Regions from separate parts of the Zea mays genome. Here regions 1 and 2 are each linked to region 3. The links are chromatin contacts, called in public Hi-C maps. All regions are on one chromosome and are shown on one strand. Each heading gives the region's core, a stretch centred on a gene start, on an enhancer-like site or on the middle of the called end of the contact. The rest is flanking DNA. Distances are from core to core; before and after follow the strand shown.

What was found. A called contact is a pair of places that touch in the nucleus more often than the background predicts.
Region 1: a Hi-C map of leaf shows a contact between it and region 3, with 5 times the contacts expected there. The contact joins the promoter of LOC103637875 here to the promoter of LOC100286291 in region 3. A contact is called at or near these places in 2 of 25 Hi-C or Micro-C datasets (both in leaf).
Region 2: a contact with region 3 is called in a Hi-C map of tassel, with 3 times the contacts expected there. The contact joins the promoter of LOC100384406 here to the promoter of LOC100286291 in region 3. A contact is called at or near these places in 3 of 25 Hi-C or Micro-C datasets (endosperm, leaf and tassel).

Annotation. Positions count from the first base shown.
Region 1 is chr9:8,566,610-8,570,085 of Zm-B73-REFERENCE-NAM-5.0, reverse strand. It overlaps LOC103637875, which reads left to right and starts at 2,031. Exons shown (of 18, transcript XM_020544287.2): 1 at 2,031-2,364; 2 at 2,472-2,653. The coding sequence starts at 2,192.
Region 2 is chr9:8,458,208-8,462,220 of Zm-B73-REFERENCE-NAM-5.0, reverse strand. LOC100384406 reads left to right here and starts at 2,078. Exons shown (of 23, transcript NM_001362358.1): 1 at 2,078-2,605; 2 at 3,350-3,473; 3 at 3,932-4,013. The coding sequence starts at 2,396.
Region 3 is chr9:8,836,774-8,840,298 of Zm-B73-REFERENCE-NAM-5.0, reverse strand. LOC100286291 reads right to left here and starts at 1,604. Exons shown (of 18, transcript NR_182260.1): 1 at 1,217-1,604; 2 at 86-255. It also overlaps the pseudogene LOC100272230.

The DNA of each region.
Region 1 (3,476 bases), core at 782-3,281, 270 kb after region 3:
TTATGGATACTCTTCTACTCCAAATTTGTCCCGGACAGCCCTACCAAATTGCATCCAGTTTCCAAAGCCTTGCTTCATCTTGTACACTTGCAACCACCTAGCATTGTTTCCTTCCATGTGCATGGATGCGGAAATCGCCCACAACGCCTTGGGAACTTGGTAGATGGCACTTTGCCAACAAATTCCAGGCTCCTTCCCCTGAAACCTGGGAAACGAATACTTGGCAGAGATGGTTGTCCTCGCCCCCTACACCTTGGTCATTTTCCTCTCTGATCTGATTCTGGTTCATCTCTCCTCTTCCCCGGTTTTAATCCCCTTGATCATTCACCTCTCATGATGAACCAGACCCATTACCTTCCAGTTCTCTGGCCATCACCTCCAAACATTGACACGCCACCACCTTGCTCGTCTCTTCCATTTGCCTGGCCAGAATGGTACGTTCTTCTTCTGCATTCTTCGCTACCATGGCGGAGACTTCCGCCTGTCCTTCCAAGCGATGATGCCCAGACTCCACCGTCTCCAACTTCCTCACCACTCGGTCCATCATCTGCTCCCACTTCTATTCTCCTTTCTATTATGCAGACGTCATTGCTTCCATCACGAAACGAGTCTGAGCAGACGGTTTCACGACTGGCGCCGTCTTAATAGCACCGAGATCAATGGCTTTGATACTAAATTGTCACGACTCGTGGCCTTGGCGTCGCGAAACCCTAGACGTGAGTTCATGACAATCACAGATACGACGCTTCCCTCACATAAGCCACCGATGGCGAACAAGGTGAACCGGTATGGTGTCTATTTTCTTTCAAATGATTTCTTAATCCCTTCTGGTACAACAATTATAAGTATTTATAGGCTAATATATGAACCAGATTACAAGCAAAGATTAGGCTGTAGTTAGGCCCAGTTTAACCCTAATCTCTGCCATATCTACATAGCACTCACCTCAGTACTGGTTGTGACAAGATTTTAATAGCAGTAGTATAGATTTCAGGTTAGTTTAGGTGTTTTCTGAGTTGCTCCTAGGCTATGCATCCGGACTAGAGATGGCAACGGGTACAAAACCCGCTGGATTTTGCCATCCCAAACCCATACCCGTGAAAAAAAATCTATATCCATTAAAAAACCAGTACCCACGACGAGTTTAAAATTTTGCCCAAACCCGTACCCATCGGGTTAGCGGGTACCCACGGGTTACCCCGCGTGTTTCATCTCCAATATGCTTGTTATTCTCATAATCAATAAGTATCGTAATGATTAATGAGAACATGGTCCAGAATTTATGTGATGAACAACGAGTTTATGATTTGGTATAAAAATTAATAGTAGAGAGAATGAAATATAAATAATAAGTTGTATAATTAAGTAACCATGCACTAAGTTATCTATCCACTACATATATAACGTTAGTAAAAACTATAATAGCAAACCAGCAACACTCTCGCCGACTACTTATATATTCACTATTTGATAAAAATTAGGAAGTAAATAGGGAGATAACAAGTTTTTTTCGTTTATAAAATAAAATAACAATATGCACTAGGTTTGGTCGGGTTTGAAAACTCATGGATTCACGAGTTTAAATATTATAGGAACAAATCCGTACCCATAAATCCATCGGATATAGATTTACTAATATTAACAAATATACAAATACGAAAATTAACCTAAACTCATAACACTAACGAACCATCGAGTTTCAGATAACCGTTGCCATCTCTAAGGGCATGTACAATGGGTATCTTAAGTTGTGTCTTAGAGTGTGTCTAGGGGGGTGAATGTAAAAAAACTCAAGACATGTATCTTGACGAAGACACAGTGTCTTAGCTCTATGTTCGAGACAGGAGACTAGCTGATTGGTCACTTTAATTTATTGAATGCTCTGATTGGTACAATGAATATGGTAAGACACATGTTTTAGACATGACCATTGTATTATGTCGTGTTTTAGCTGTGTCTTGTACTTAGAGGACCGTGCAGCAGTGTCTAGGTTGTACATGCCCTAATGCGGACGCCGCTTACGCTTCTGCACGTGGAACTGTGGAAGGCTGGAAGCCGCTAGGCGCTAGAGTCAGCTCGTTGAGGCATTCAGTCAACACACTGACTTCGTCCCCGTCCCGTCGTGCCCGGGCCTCTCTCTCACATCCACTGCCCCGACCCGCCGCCGCTCGATTGCGACCTGACGGCGGCAATGCACCCCCGCATCGCATCGGGCGCCACCGGTAAGTCGACCGCGCCGTACGGTTCCTGGGAGTCGCCGATCAGCGCCGCTGTCGTCTCCGCCGCCGGGAGGACCGCCGAGGGGTTTGCAATCGCTGGCGACGGCCGGCTCGTCTGGGTGGAGACGCGCCCCGAGGATGGAGGGTACGCCTAACGATCTAGTTCCCGTTTCCACTGCTGCCACTCACAAATTTTAGAACCCAGCGTTGCGCAAGATGTTTTTATCTCTAGCTGTGTTTTTTCGTCTTCAGGCGCGCGGTCCTCGTGAAGGAAGCGGCAGGACCAGGCGGTAAGGCTCTTGATGTGACGCCGCAGGGTTTCGCGGTGCGGTCCCTGGCGCAGGAGTACGGTGGTGGGGCATTCGCCGTGCAAGGGGACACCGTTGTGTTCTCTAATTACACTGACCAGCGTCTGTACAGGCAGACAATAGGAGGTAAGAGCAATTCCAACGAAGCACTCAAATGTGCCCCTCTATTTTTCAAATGAGAGTCCCTCACCCATATTTCATCTCATACTTCTCAACGCAAACACAATCCCCTAAGTTTCAATGTTGTGCGAAAGCTGAAAGCAATTTGGTTCAACAGCTTTGGTTTTTGGAAAAAATATTGTCAGCTTCTCTTAGTGACAAAACCCCATACGTAAGCCTCATCTTCTTCCTCTGGCCTCTGGGTGGATCCCCGGTTGAGGTTGTGCTCCCTCGCGACGGCGGATCCACGCTCGCCTGTATAGCGGTCGAGGTCATGCTCGCCCGCGGTGGCCAGGCCAAGGCTATGCTCGAGGTGGTGACCTCGCTGCGGGGAGGCTAGAGAAGGAACGGTCTTCGGAGCCGAGCACGGGAGAGGAAGGAGCATCGCCACCCGCCGGAGGCATGAGATGAGAAAAGAGTCACAGGATCATGGATGTGAAGAGGTTGGATATGGAAAACAAGAAAAAAAAACAAATCAATATTTTCATAACTAGTGATAGGTGGATAACTTTTAGAAGTTGTCCATCTTCAAAGCAGGGGTGAGCTGTTTTCAGTTTTGTACTAGGGCAAAAGCAGCTTTTGCCCAAAATAGTTGTGGCTTTTCAACCCTTTGGTTGGTTTTTTTTTTTTTTTTTTTTTTTTTTTTTTTTTTTGCAAAAGCAAAAGCAGGCTCAAAAGCCCAACCAAAAGACCCTAAAATTTTCACTACTTTACGTTGTACTGTCTTAGACTCTACTTATTGGACCACTTGCCAGCTTTATGGAAAAAGAGAAAGTAGGAATAAGAAGGA
Region 2 (4,013 bases), core at 829-3,328, 380 kb after region 3:
TATTTGAACCATATCTTCAATCTTTTATTGTTTTGTGTTGAACCTTTATGCACCTGTAGATCATATACTATAGAACAAACTAGTTAGTCCAATGTTTGTGTTGGGTATTCAACCACCAAAATTAATACTGAGAAAAGGTTAACCCTATTTACTTTTTGAGACCCTAGGTTTGATTGAATTAAACCTGGGTCCACCACTGTGTAAAGAACATTGCCGAACAATCCTAAATTTTGCAAATTAAACCTTAGGCTTTTGATAAATAGAACCCGACGTCCAATGTTAGATGGTATATATATATATATATATATATATATATATATATATATATATATATATATATATATATATATATATATATATATATATATATATATATATATATATATATATATAACTCCAATAAATATTTGAAGTGTATAATTAGTTCAATAAATCTTAGAAAATTCATATCTTCTTTGTTTTAACTCTGAATTTAGTGGTTCTAGAATCTACGATTTCGTCTTGACGCGTAAAATATTATTATTTAGTTTGTTTTTATGTTTAGTGTAATGTTATTTGTATCCATTGTTTGCTTATTTGTGTACATTACTACAAGTAGAAGCGAGGTTACGAGGAACCCGAAGCCCAACTTTGAGAAGCACTTGAATTCACAAGTAAAAGATAATATTTATGGTTCTGTTAATCACCATGGCACAGTCAGATTAAATTGATGGAACCTGATAGGTTACCTGGTTTTATTTACTCTGCATATTGCATACAAATGAACTATTGGATAGTATTGCTATTGCTCTACCTAGTTTTTGGGTTAATAATACTTATGAATTATGGTCACGTTTCATTATGATATATTGTTGGATTATTTATTATTGTGCATATTAAGATCACAATGGTTAATTGGAACATGGAGCAACCACTCGAGACTACAGTGCTACCACAAGGGGTGGAACATGATGCTCTTGGCCAATCAATTAGGAAAGTTGGTGATAGATTACCTTACCTGAAAGGGGCAAGCGGAGAGTGAATCGCTATAGGGCATAATGCTGGCTGTAATTACTGCGATGGGGTTAAGCCCGTGAAAAAAGGCCTATGGTCCATTTTGCCTGAAACCGTAGCATGTTTTCTCAAGCTAGTGGAACTTTGTAAAGACATTACAGTGGATCTCTAGCTATTCACATTGGAAGTGTCTAAGGGTCCAGCTAACCTAGTCTAAAAGAGAAACATGTCTTGCGGGTAAAGATGTGCAACCTCTGCAGAGTGTAAAACTGATACATTAGTGGTGCTCACGGTTAAGAGCGGCTCGGACCGTCACATGAGTAAATTATGGAATTAAACTTAATCCGTCATGCATTGCATTGTGGGATTTATTATTCATTATGATCCATTATTTAATTTGGTTGGTATACATTTATACTTAGTAAACTGCTAATAACATTTTGACCAACAAAGTTAAAAGAAAATGCCTAACATTAACTATTCTCCTTGGTAAGCCTTACACCACACTTTTCCCACACTTATTGAGCGATGAACGTATGAGAGCTTTGTTATAATCACAACAGGTCAAGAACAGGTACCGCCGGAGGAAGATTGCTACGAAGATGAGTTCAGAGAGGACTAGGTCGTTGTCTCCTAGTCAACTTTGGTTGTGTAGGATCATTGTTGTCACATGATGTATTTTATTTAGCTATTTTGTACGAAACTTTTATTATATATTAAAGATGTGACATCAATTTCTGTGTACCCGAGTTATCATATGTGTGAGACTTGATCAAGTTACACATATGAGTTGCATCTGAATTTGCCTTTAAATTCGGGTGTAGATAAGTTTTATCTTTATAAAATTTATTTTACTTTATAATTTTACTTATTTCTCTTTATTAATATTATACTATATAGGTTTATTTAATATTTATAAAACTTTTATAACTTTTTTATTGAGTCTTGCCTAAATAACGTCATGTTTATATTTATTAGTGAAACGCGGGTACGCCCAGCAGTTACTCCCTTCACGACTTCCCTCTTGCATTGCATGTAGTTGTGTTCCCCACCCGTGGGCCCCTCGATTTCAAACCACACCCGGAAACGAACAGAAACCGATGCCAAAAAGCTTTCCACGGTTCCACCACGACCCCACAGCCGAGGCGGTCCAACGCAACAAGGAGAAGCAACAAACTGAAATGCGAAAGCGGAAAAATTTCTGGCTCCTGTCCTCCGCCCTCTCCCCCTCGAAGCGATAGATAGAATAGGGGCGGGCGCCGGGCGGCTTCCTCCGTCCACAGCCACAGCCATCGCCACCTCCACCACCACCTCCTTCTCCTCCTCCTCCCGCATCTCCTCATTGCAAAACCTCGGTTCATTTTCCTGTCGCGATCTAGGGTTTCCGGTCGCTGCGGCGCCAATGGCGGACTCGCGCCGCACCTGGTCCTGGGACGTGTCGGGGTTCGAGCCGCCGCAGCCGGCGACGACGCAGGCAGCGTCGGCACCGACCGCTATGCCGCGGGCTCCGCCGACGGCCATGATGCCCCGCCCCTCCGCTGGGGCTCCCCGCGCCTCGGCCGGCGCAGTGCCCGTTGCCGACCAGCTGGACCAGCTCGTGGACAGCGTCCAGGTGCTCGTCTCGCCTCTTGAGTTCTGGTTCGGTAACGGTTGATGCCTTTTGTTTTGTCTGGTTGTAGCTCGATTTGTCCTCAGGTGTGCCGCAAGCTGGTATTGTTGGTGCTGGAATGCCGCCATTGATGAAATATTTTGCATAAGTTGAGCGGGAAAATTGGGATGACTTTGTATAGCTCCCTTGACAGGTTTATGAGTTAGCAAAAGTTCATTGACACAGTGACACAGATTGTAAGGATTATTGGTGGCTGTGGTGGTTTGATTGGATACCATTTTGCTCGATCTATTTGGTTGTGGTGGTTCTGTTGCAGATAGATGTTGGGAAAATTGAAATTTGTTGGACGGGAACACCAAAATTAGAATGTGTTAGATTGACACAAATTCAGGTGAAGGGATGTGTTTGCCAGGCCCATGTGCTTTAGTTTCATGTGGTTGGACAGATGATGCTGTTGTAGTGTGGCCTTAATATGTTTTACTTGTTGAATTATTGCAAGTGTCAGAAGTAATATTGCTGATCACTGGGAACGAACGAGTGCAAAGAGTTATAGCCCCGCCTCAGTGCCTGGTCTACCCTTTTATCCATTTTTAGTATCTTTATACCATTTTTTGGCATGATAGTATTGCATCAAATCAGATTTGTTATTGCCCATTATAGTTTATTTATCCACTTCATGCTCCTTGTCTCCCTTTGTTGCCATCAACTCAGTTATTGCCAACTGACATTTTTAAACTCCTTTTGTAGCTTGCTAGAGAGGACTGCTTGGAGCTTAGACAGGAAGCTAGCGACCTCCTTGAGTATTCTAATGCAAAATTGGGCCGTGTCACCCGTTATCTTGGATTTCTTGCCGACAGAACTCGAAAATTAGGTAAGCTCAGCATCTCTTTTTCATGTCTTTCAGTAAATTGAAGCATTTCTTGTTCTGCTACCCTTGGATCATTAAGGGAGCACCCTTGATCATCATTGAACTCAATTTTGTTTTTTCTTCTTCTATGCATTGCTTTGGTTGATCTGATAATGTTAATCATCATAGTGTTTTCTTTCCTAGGATCAGTAACAATGAGCTTGTATGTTTCTTAACATAAGTTATATGCTCTAGTGGTGTTTAGTTGATCAGCACACCATATGGTTGTTGGTGTCTTTGATACCTTGTTCTCTTCTCCCTATTTGTGTACCAATCAATTGTAGAAGTGCCAAGGGTGTTTGCTGGCAAATATCAACTCTTGTGTTCTCAAATCCATGCTCTCATTGAGCTATCATCCTTATGTTTTATATTGTTTAATCTTTTCATTGTCCTCTGAGATTTCTGTCCTTTTTCTGCTATAGATCAAGCTGCCCTTGAGACTGAAGCTAGAATCACCCCTTTGATTCATGAGAAGAAAAGGCTTTTCAATGACCTATTGACCTT
Region 3 (3,525 bases), core at 355-2,854:
TAAGTTTTTAATGAACATCAATTATATAATGTTAGTTTTAACCAAGTCTCAACAATAAGACCATAGCAGCCTACTTAGTACTTACTTCCTATTGTTTGCTTGTATAGACGTTGATCCTTGTAATTTGAGAACACAACAACACTCTTGTCGACTGCAAATGCACCACCTCCATATTCTTGAGCCAGTGTGCGTGCTGCAAATTCCTGAGGTATGACATCCACAGGATTATCCTCCTCCTTTACAATAACCATACGCCTAAACACAGATTTAGTTCAATATGATCAGGGGTGGATCTACAAATATAAGTTAGGAGGGGCTCGTTCCATTATCGTCTACCTCTAGCCCCTATTTCCAAGCTTAAAGCTTCTATGGATACAAATTTGAGAACTACTCCCTCCATCCCAAAATAGTTGACACTTTAGCTATGATTTAGGTATAAATTAAGTGTCAACTATTTTGGGACAGTTGAATGTATTGCACTATAAAGCAGATGTAATCGATATGTGCACCAATGGAAGCAACAAACATTCAATGATTGCCAGATACTAACATTCTGACAATATGTTCATTATACAGCAACATTCTTGTGACATCATGTTGATTAGCAATTAGCATGCAAGTGTGCAGACATGCAGAGTGCAGAAACAAAATGTAATATAATTCTGATTCTCAAATTACTCTGATAAAAAATATAAGTCCATCTAGTTTTTCCGTAAATCGAACTTTTTCTAGACACTTTCATAGATATGGCTAGTCAAAGTTTAAAGAGTATGGCCCAACCCTTGCATGGGAATAGAACGACCAGTCGGTACTCAGGTCCAAATGCCACATCAATGGGTAGCGTTGGATCCAGGCTTAGGCCCTGTTTGTTTACTTCCAGGATTATATAATCCAGATTATGACCTGCTTATGGATTATCATAATCTAGGTATCATAATCTAGATTATTTAAGCTAGATTATGATACCTAGATTATGACAATCCATGAGCAGGTCAATAGGTGCTTATATAATCCATAAGTTGGATTATATAATCTTGAAACAAAACAAACAGGACCTTAATCAGGTTGGGCAAGGCCACTTAAGCAACTTGGGTTTAATCAAAATATGTTACTAAAAACTAGCAAGCAGCAACACTAAAACTTTCAGAAACATTATCGCGAGCGCGTCGAATGTCAACGCCTTGGCCACTAAACCTCGGGAGCGGATTTCATTTACCCTTTCTCCTCGGGGCGGCCCTCGATCCAGAGAAGGCGTCCATCTCCAGCGAGAGCGATACCGCCGAGGCGCCTATCCGCGCCAGATACGACGTCCGCAGTGATGGGCGACCTCCAGGACCCGAACGGCGCCACTGTAGGCTTCTCGGCGGCCGGCGGCGCGGAGGAGGCGGCTGAAGAGGAGGACATGCGGGGCTGAGATGGATGCGCTCGCCGGTAGCTGAAGCTTGGGAGAGCGCGGCGGAGAGTGTGGGGCGGGGCTGAGGTGGGGCTGCGCACGGCAGAGAAGATGGAGGCGAGGCGTGTCGCCATTTACAGGATGCGAGGGTTCTGTTTTATATGTTTTTTCGGGGGCGGCGGAGGGGTTCCTCTTCTCACAGTCACAACTCACATGTAGCTGTTTGATGTCCCTAGCAAATTCTCTCTAAATTCCATCTAATAAAAAAATATTTTCTATCCTTTACTATATACTCTAAAAATTTTGTTCTCTATATCTTTTCGATATATTATAGTGTTAACAGATATCATATACTCGTTTTTTATGATTTACTATTAATTCGATTATAAGATATTTAAGTAACGCATAAAATAAAGTATATCTCTACTATCTCTTAAGAATGCAGCGTAGGCGTGCACAGGGTGGACGTTCTGCCCCCGACATCCTCCCCTTAGCTCCGCTCCCTGAAGCCGTGATCGAAGCCGCCATCAACGCCCTCCACCCCCTCCGCGCGCGGCAGCGGCAGCCGGCATTTCCAGCCCCTAAAATCCTATTTCCCTCTCCCACACCAGGCGCCGCGCCCGTCTGATTCCGCCCGCCAGCCACGCCCGCAGATCTCGCTTCGGCGCCCTGATTCCGTCGTATGCAAGGTCACAGCCCTGCCTTCCATCGTCGCCCCCATGCCACGCTCCCCTTCCATCCTCGCTCACTTCCAGCCGCCCCCATTCCCAGTTGAAGGAGTCGTCCAGGAACCAGGAACCCCATCACCGGATCAGGAGCAGCTGTGTCGCGAGCATGGTCGTTGCTGAGCTCCCGATGACCGCCCGATGGTGTCGGACCCCGCACCGCCGTCGGCACCGCGCTACTCGGCGTACTCGCTGCCGTCGACCCACCTCCCCGGAGAGGACATCCTCTTCTGCATCGACGTCGACCTCGAGGTCCACGCCAAGATGAAGTCCGCTGCCGTAGCGTCCTCGGATCCACGTCCACCGCGTCGCCGCAGTCCGTAGGAGCTGATGGTGCCCCGACGGTGGGGAGCATCGAGCCATGGCTCAAGTGCAAGGATCAGCCCCCGCAGCAGGGCAAGGAGATCCCGCAGACCAAGGCCGACCGGGCCAAGCTCGATGGCATGTACAAGTGCATCCTCTGCGCCTGCTGCTCCACCTCCTGCCCGTCCTACTGGTGGAACCCAGAGGAGTACCTCGGCCCAGCCACGCTGTTCCACGCCAACAGGTACACCACCATCACCGCCACATCGCATCCTTTGTACTGTGATGGATGACTGCTAGGTGGTGTATGCTGGATCTGTTTGTTGGTGCTGAATGATGTGTGATTGATCGATTGCATGTCATCCTCTGAATGTCTTGATGAACTGTTTGGTCCTTAGATGTGATGTTCCTATGTTGTATATCTTGCTAGCAGTAACACTCATGACAAGTGGTATCATGACTGAGTGGCTGCTGTGACTCTGATTTCATGATCTTAGTATCACAAATGAAGGAAATGTGTTGAATAGATTACTTAGACATATTTAAAGGCATCATGGTTTTGATTGTTCTTCTGGTATCTAGCTTATGAGTAACAAATACATCAGACTGGAACGTAGAGTCTTAAATTTATAGTGGATGTTTTGGTGAATCTATTCCTCTGATATTTTTTGGCAGTGGTGTGTTGAACTACTAGCACTGTCTGCTGATCTCATACAGTTATACTCCAACTCATGATTTATTCTGTGATGTACTGGCGTGGGAAATGAAACCATTAATTCTTGAGCGCCCAGTTCTAGGCATGAGAGGACCTACGGGAGGGTATTTTGTTTAGGTTGAGTTTAAGTTAAAGAGTTGATTAGGATATTCGCCCCCAAATTTCCCCAATCATCTTGTATTGTTGCTTTATAATTTGCTCTTAGAGTTATTGGTCAAGCTGCTTCTTGTATCTTGGAATGTGATATTATATTGGTTAATATAACAACCTGCCCCTTTGAATTTTAAGGTGAACAGGGCTTCAGCAGGGACGCTGGTTTAGCAATGGAGGCGATCCATTCCTTGTCTGCTTCAAAATCAAGTTATCCAATGGTTGATCTCACCCAACTC